3 separate regions of the Triticum aestivum genome follow, and regions 1 and 3 are each linked to region 2. Evidence: chromatin contacts called from public Hi-C data. All regions are on one chromosome and are shown on one strand. The core of a region is the stretch at or near the end of the contact, and the rest is flanking DNA. Distances in the headings are between cores, read along the strand shown.

What was found. Hi-C and Micro-C count contacts between places; a contact is called where the count stands out from the background.
Region 1: a Hi-C map of leaf shows a contact between it and region 2, with 4 times the contacts expected there. The contact joins the promoter of LOC123136965 here to the promoter of LOC123136963 in region 2. A contact is called at or near these places in 3 of 5 Hi-C or Micro-C datasets (all in leaf).
Region 3: a contact with region 2 is called in a Hi-C map of leaf, with 4 times the contacts expected there. The contact joins the promoter of LOC123136969 here to the promoter of LOC123136963 in region 2. A contact is called at or near these places in 2 of 5 Hi-C or Micro-C datasets (both in leaf).

What each region holds. Positions count from the first base shown.
Region 1 is chr6B:287,762,077-287,764,776 of IWGSC CS RefSeq v2.1, reverse strand. LOC123136965 reads right to left here and starts at 1,329. Exons shown (of 3, transcript XM_044556492.1): 1 at 689-1,329. The coding sequence starts at 911.
Region 2 is chr6B:287,497,759-287,500,458 of IWGSC CS RefSeq v2.1, reverse strand. LOC123136963 reads left to right here and starts at 1,335. Exons shown (of 13, transcript XM_044556490.1): 1 at 1,335-1,503; 2 at 1,583-1,937; 3 at 2,297-2,384.
Region 3 is chr6B:287,983,276-287,985,975 of IWGSC CS RefSeq v2.1, reverse strand. LOC123136969 reads right to left here and starts at 1,321. Exons shown (of 3, transcript XM_044556495.1): 1 at 928-1,321; 2 at 707-844. The coding sequence starts at 1,112.

The DNA of each region.
Region 1 (2,700 bases), core at 80-2,579, 260 kb before region 2:
ACATGGGATCTTGTTTCAAAGCCTTCGTCGAGACAAACTCAACAGTGAAGAAGGGTAGGAACTAATCGGAAGTTTTTCAAAAACTTGAATTTCGGAATTGATGTGATGATGTTAGCATGAGATAGGAGAATATTGCATGCATGCATGTGCTCTCTCTATATAGTAAAGTTTCAAATAACCGGCTATAGCCCACCTATAGCAGTTTGAGCAAGGTACCGCTAAATGGTAATCCCTCCGTAAAGAAATATAATAGCGTTTAGATGACTACTTTAGTGATCTAAACGCTCTTATATTTCTTTACAGAGGGAGTACTTGCCACTATTCATGTACAAATTGTCCGGTAAAGTTATGAAATGGCCGGCTATAACCTCGCTATAGCCCCACTATAGCTGATTTGGACGGCCACAGCTATCTGGCATAGCCCGCTATTTAAAACTATGCTATATAGATAAAAATCTCATCGGGATGCTGGCCGCAAGGAGTACATGCATGGGTAAGCATGCAAAGTAGATTTTCCCTACAATAACATACACAAGGATAGACAAAAAGGAATAGAACACAACAGATTTAGTTTCAATAAATGTACCATGAAATATAGTAGTATTATGTAGTGGAAGGGGTGACTACTACTCAAAAAGACACTACTGCAAAGTTCGAATTTATGAAGGAGGATGTGTCCTAGAACTACCTCTCTTTAGCTGGAATGTCGCCACATTTGAAGACAATGTCTTCAGATACTGGAAGACTACTTTGCTGCTGTTCCATACTCTCCAGTCAGTTATGTGCTTTCGCACGTTGGATCTGCATGAGAAAAACAGATAAACTAGTACACCTTCACATACATAAACATGAACAGTACGCAGATGTAATAAAGACAGAATTTTTTTAGCATCGAAGCAAAGCAGGAGCATCAAGCCGTGAGCAGCCCAGTACCCAGCAAGCACGTAGCGGCAAGGGAGGACCAGATGAGAGAAGGGGAAAGGCAGCAGCAAGCACAGGAGGACCGGAGGGGGTTCGTTAGGAAGCGACCTTGCTGGCTACCGGCTGCGGCGGAAGAGGCGACTCGCAGGGGCGAGGGCGACTCCTCCACGTGACGGCGAGGCGATTCCAAGCGGCGGCGAGCGACTATAGGCGGCGGCGTGCTCGCGCGGTCGACCTCTAATCGTCGATCCAATGCGCTGCCCAGCGAATAGAGGGAGATGTGACTGTTAGGGTTCGTGAAATCATCAACTCCTCCCAACTCTCGTGTTCAGTTCCGACTCTGCTTGCGAAGCTGGTTCCGTTCGGCAGCCGGATCCACACCTTCCCAATCCTATTCGTGGGCTGTCAGCTCATTAGGTCGTAGTTGCCCCAGCCCAATTCACTATCTTTATTTACATCTTATCTCTTCTCTACCTTGTGCTCAAAAAAAAATCTCTTCTCTACCCTCATAAAAAAAATCCCTTCTCCATCAGTTCTCAAAAAAAAAATATTCTCTATCTTCTTCTCAAAAAATAATTTCTCTTATCTATCTCCTACCCCTCAAAAAATTCTCTTCTCTATCTCCTACCCCTCAAAAAGTCCCTTCTCTATCTCCTAATAATCCCTTGAATTACTAAGCTCTTGGGTAAAATCGCCTCGGCAGAACCCTCACCTTTAAGGTCTGTACCCCAAGGGTGACATTTTGGTCCTGCTCTGCCGATTGATTTGGCAACCCTAGGAGAGCCCCGCCGTCGTCCTGGCGTAACAACCCAAGAGCAAGATCTTCCATATTTTGTAACATGATCAAGACTTGGATGCTATGTTGGTGTGGGTTCCATTTTATTTTGCAATCATGTCATCATCTCCATAATCTTCTGATGTTTGTTTTCTTTTATTGGATCTTGTGTTTGCAACTTCATTTCTTATATTGATCCTTCCCAAAGACCATGCTTCATCTCCACAGATTCCCTAGCCAAACTTCCAACTTCTTTTTATTTAAATTCCTGTTTGCAACTTGCAAGTGACATTTTTACTTCTTCTATAAAATGTCCAACTGAAAGCACAAGTGCTCCATTGATGGTTTTGATAATTAATGTCAACATATCTTTTGTTGGACTAATAATTTTACTTTTATCTAGTATATTCCAGATAAGTTCAACAGTGGCATGGCAAGGACAAGAGGATGTGGAACCCCTTCAAAATGCTAAGGACATGGATTGGCAAAAGCTCAAGACTCTACATTTTTGGTTAAGTGATCCAATATCATATTGAGTCCATAGGAAAGCCAATACTAATAAAAGGGGATGGGGTGTTGCTTAATGATCTATTTGCTCAACTGCTTAGTGATAATGCTCCAAAACCCTCAGCCACTTTCTCTATCCAAATATGTCCAAACCGTACATTCCAACTCGACCCCACCGATATTTCCCATCCGGTGTTGGGGAACGTTGCATGGGAAACAAAAAAATTCCTATGCTCACCAAGATCAATCTATGGGATGTACATCTACGAGAGGAGAGATTGGATCTACATACCCTTGTAGATTGCTAAGCGGAAGCGTTAAGAAACGTGGTTGATATAGTCGAACATCTTCGCGATCCAATCACGATCCATCCCATGAACTCCCGATCAGGTGCCAAACGAACGGCACCTTCGCGTTCAACACACGTACGGCTTGATGACACCTTCACCTCCTCGATCCAGCGAGCAAGGATGAAGTAGTAGCCCGAGTTCCCGGCA
Region 2 (2,700 bases), core at 86-2,585:
TATTCATATCTACAACCAAATGGTGGAGCATAAAGAAGAGCACCCAATCTTTCATATCATCTGGAGTAGTTCTAGTAGGCTAAAGCACAAATTTTTCTTCTAGCTGGTGGCACATTGTAGAATCAACACCAGACCGCTTCTTGGTAGAAAGGGAATGCACCTAGATGACCCTTTCTGTCCAAATTGCAACCTACAAGCAGAGGAGACAACCATGCATCTGCTTTGGGACTAAATATCTTGATGGTCAGCAAGTACCCGCGAGCACCAAATATTGTGTCCCTTAATAAACATATCTTCCCAATATTTCCCTAACTTTTAATTATTATATGTGATAATGTATTCGTAAAATGGGGTGGGCATGAATATTAAACTATGACTGTAACAATAAACAACAAGTAATTATAATTGGTGCTCATTTGGAAAAAATGTAATCGGTGCTACAAACAACAATTGATTTAAAGAAAGCATCCAACAACTTCCAGTCGGTGCAACACAACACCAGTTGATTAAAAAAAGCAGTAGCAACAGGCACCCCCACCGAGAGCTATCTCACCTCCCCCCTTATCCACACGTTGCCATTCCTCCTCCTCACCACCCAACGCCGCTCCAATTATTTCAGTTATTATTATAATATTCTTTATTCTATGTTATTTTTGCATTGCATCTTGGCATCATGCGATCATGTTCTTATATAATCTAGAGCATCCTAAAAACTAGGAACATTTTCAGAAATTTATTTGAGGCCTCCTATTTTATTTTTGTTGTTTTTCTCAATTCCACTCCAACCTTCCCCACAATCCCATGCCTTTTCTATTTCAATCTTGTCCTCCAAAAATTTTGCTCATCACTGCGGGAATTCTCTAATTCCTGGCAGACAGAGAGGAACATCAGTATATGAGGACACCATTCTTGCAATGAGATGCTTGCCAAAACCTTTTGCTGCGGAAATAGTTCTGTTGGGCTGCTGGAACATCTGGATTCAGAGAAATGGGAAAGTTTTCAGGTCTCTCCCTCACACCATTCAATCGTGGGGATTTCATCTTAAACAGAATTTCAGTCTCCTTCGTCGTAGAATTAAGAATAAGTTTCAATCTATGGTTAAGCAATAACATGTAATATGATGTTTTCTTTTCCTAGATCAGCATTGGCTGAGCCTCAAAAGAAAACGTTGGCCCCCTCTGAGATTTGTACCATTTCTTTTTAATATATTTACCATAGAACAATTGTTCTACGGTGTTGGGGTTAAAAAAAAACAGGTTTTTCTCGTAGCCGGCCCACCTTCATCTGGTCAAAGCACGGACGATCCAGATCTGACGGTTTGACGCGTCCCAGACTCCCAGTTCATCCCCGGCCAGCCACGGCCCGCGGAAGCCCGGTTCTAGCCCTCTCGAGCGCTCCAAGCCCATCCGCTCGAGCCGCGCGCCTCGCGCTCACCCGAGCTCCCGAGCGCCTCCTGGATTCTGGGCGAGTTGCCTCGCGGAAGCAACTGCTCCGCCGACACCGGTAAGGACCACCGCCAGCCCTCTCCTTCTTCCTTCTTCCCTCTCTCTTGGCTCTCTCAGACGCCGCCGCCGCCCTGCAGGAACCCGCAAGCTCCGCCCTGACTCTGGCGAGAGGAGCCGCCGTCCCGCGCGTCCGGCGCTGACCGATTTGAGCTCCGCTGCGCCGGATCTGCACCTTCTCCGGCCGCCAGCGCCGGATCTGCACCTTCTCCGCCGCCTGGATCCGCCGCGGACCGCCACCGAGCCGGCCATCTGCTCCGACCCCGGGCAGCTGCGCCGCTGCAGCCTTCCCTCGCGTCGGCGGCCGCCCCGCATCGCCCTGCTCGCTGCCGATCCAGCCACGTGGGCCAGCATCGTCCGCAGCCCCGCCCAACCGCCGCTCGCTCGTGGGCCGTGCCTTCTCCAGCCGTCCCCAGCCATTCCAAGGCCCCTCTGGTGAGACGCCCCAGCTCCTCTCTCTCTCTCTCTCTCTCTCTCTCTCTCTCTCTCTCTCTTCCATGTTGGTCAGCGGAGCGTAGGATAGGTTTGTTCGCCTGGTGGCGCTGTATAACGAGATGCGCGTAGGTTAGTTGGGCAGCAGTCTCTGTTTCGGCCCAGTTTCCGTTTAGGCCGAGTTATTTCTCTGTTAATTGCTGTTTTACAGAGAACCCTCTATCTGTTTTGTAACGACCACCGGGCATCTAGTGAAACAAATCATGTGACCATCAAGCCACCTGACTCTGCCCGATGATCATTGATAAAATGACACGAGCAATTTGCATTCCACTGTTCTTACATTTTTTATATCATTGCAGGCAAATCTTCAACGGTGGATTCCCTTGGGGCATCTTCTGCGATCACTTCTGGGAGCATGGCGAAGGTAGCTGTTGGGCTAAGACAGGGGTACAACTCTAACTTCACTTAACAGATAACATGCATTAATTTTTTTGTGCAACAAACTTGCATTACAGTTAACGTTAACTGTGTTTGGTTTTCATCTAAAAAAACTATGTTCGCTTTCACAATGATATTTAGCTTTTACGAAATAACGGCTCGCTAGTTAATCCTTGCTTGAAATAAAATTATCAAATAATGTTATGGACCAAGTATTTGTTAGATTGTGAAACCTACAAACTAGCTAAATTATTTTTACCCTGGTCCATGCTAAACGCTGTCAACCTCTGTAAACAGGGATAAGTTAGCTAAGCAATCCTGCATG
Region 3 (2,700 bases), core at 72-2,571, 490 kb before region 2:
CTGCAAAGGGAAATAGGAAGATTGAGATCTAATCATTACAAAGGTAGTAGTAATTAGTAAATACTGAAACCTGAGAATTAATGCTGGATATAAATGTGATAAGAGAAGGGAGTGGCCTGGCAGGTTGAGCGCAGCTACAAGCATACAGTCCACGAGCTTCAGAACATCCCCAACAATAGTCAAACCTCATTAAAGTTGATATCAAGCAAAGTTCTACTTATGAGAAGGAAGCTAGCCTGAACTAAAATCAGTAGCATGTTTCTAGATAGGCATGACACCCATGGAAGAGCAAGAGAAATATAATGCATCTCACTGAATTCACGAAACACCCAGGCCAAGGCATGGCGCACAAATCTAGTAATCGTCATGCACAATCTTATAGAAACCATTCTCTGAAACAACACGTGTCGCAGAACACATCCCAAATCAACAACAACAAAAACAACATTACAATAACATGATGGTGCTAATCAAGAACGAAAATTTGCACTCTGAAATGAGAGATGGATGGTTAGCACTCTGAAATCTTCAATCTCCAACGAACTGATATGATCTTGTTTAGTTCGTCGTTGAGCCAACAAGATTACATGGGAAATCACATTCATGGACAAGAGCCAACAAGATTACATGGGAAATCACATTCATGGACAAACGAGAAATAACATATGAAGCAGAAAAGATAGAAGGAATCTATTTTCAAGCTTACCTGCACGGGCTGAATTTGGGGGCGAGGCAAGACGAGCAGGGGAGGGGAGAGCCGTCGCCGGTGGTGGAAGAGGGATGGCGGGGCAGAACCTCTGGATGCAGAGGGCAAGGTGGCTCCTCGGTTGCGGACAGCATCACCCTGTGTTGGATCGAAGCTTTAGGTGGCACTGTTGGTAGTCAGATAAGCAGAGGCGTGAGCACATCAGCCTGAATCGTACCTACAGCGGCCTGGATCTTGAGGAAGTACAGCGGTATTGCTCGGCGGCGATCGACTCCACACTGGCGGTTGGCGGCGCGGCTCCTCGGCCGCGGTCGACTCGACCCCTTGGCTGCATGCGGCGGACGGGCTCCTCTTTTGTGGACGATGAGGCGGCACCTTGGGCTTCGACCGTGGGGAAGGACCACATTGTAGCAGGAAGCTGCGGGAGGTGCCGCCGTTGATGGGAGAGGAGGCAACGCGACCAAATCGGCACGCAGGTCAAGCAACGGCGGCGGCGGTGGCGGCGGCGGCAGGTGACCTAGGTTTAGGTGGGAGTGTGGCGTGGGAGAAAGAGATAAGATTTTTCATTTAGGGGCTGGGAGAAAGGGATAAGATGGGGTGGAGGATTGAGGGGCCGGGAGGCAAGCCAAAGTTTTGCAGTTTGGATCTCGCGCGTAACTTGTCCCGCGTAGCCCGAAATAAGTGGGCCAGGCCCAAACCTACGCCGACACTCTTTCTATCGGAAAGCAACAGCGATAGATAATCGAACACCAAAAAAACTTATGCTGACACATAGTATGTCCACAAACCGGTCATACATTGCCAACAGACAGATCATCAAAAGACCAGAGCAACCTCGACCATTAGTGTGTCGGTAATGTACACTTATACCAACAGATGCATGTCGTCATTGTGGTGTCGTGGTGTAGTGATAGGATAAATTTTTTGATGAAATTCCAATTTCAACCGATTCCAGTTCCAAGATCCAATATCATCGCATAGCATATACCATGTCAATGCTTTCACCTTCAAAGATAAAGGTAAAACCTTCTTCTTAGCTTCATCTCCTGGAAAACCTGCAATATTAAACAATCCACAAATTTCATTCACATATATCAAGTGCATATCAGGATGTTCGGTTCCATCTCCTGCATAAGGATTAGCTAGCAGTTGCTCTACCATACCCGAAGGAATTTCATATTCAATATTTTCCGTGCGTGCAGTAGGTTGAGGGGCAACTAATTGTGGTTCCGGTCGAGGTGAAGAAACCCCGAACAAACCCCTCAAAGGATTGTTTTCCATAGTAGCAAGTGACAATAAATTTCAGCATGTAGTAATAATGTTTTCTTACCAATTTCCACTTACCAAAAGTGCTTCAGAACGGCGCCAGCAAATAGCCTTGATGACCCACAAGTAGGGGGTCAGTTGTAGCCTTTTCAATAAGTAAGAGTGTCGAACCCAACGAGGAGCAGAAGGAAATGACAAGTGGTTTTCAGCAAGGTAATGTCTGCAATTGCTAAAATTGTAAGTGGTAGAGTAGTTTGATAGCAAGATAATTTGTAACGAGAAAGTAACAATAGTAGTAACAAAATGGAAGCAAGGTAGCCCAACCCGTTTTAGGCAAGGGACAGGCCAAAACAGTCTCTTATGATAAGCAAAGCGTTCTTGAGGGTGCACGGGAATTTTATCTAGTCACTTTCATCATGTTGGCTTACTTTGTGTTCCCTACTTTGATTTGACTGGTGCTTAGGTGTTGTTTTTAATTGAACAAACTTCCTACTTATGATTAACCCCCTCGCAAGCATCCAAAACTATGAGAAAATTATTAAGAATAAATTCTAACCATAGCATTAAACTTTTGGATCCAATCGGTCCCTAATGGAATAGCGCATAAACTAGGGTTTAAGCTTCTATCACTCTCGCAACCCATCATCTAATAACTACTCCACAATGCATTCCCTTAGGCCCAAATGTGGTGAAGTGTCATGTTGTTGACGTTCACATGACACCACTAA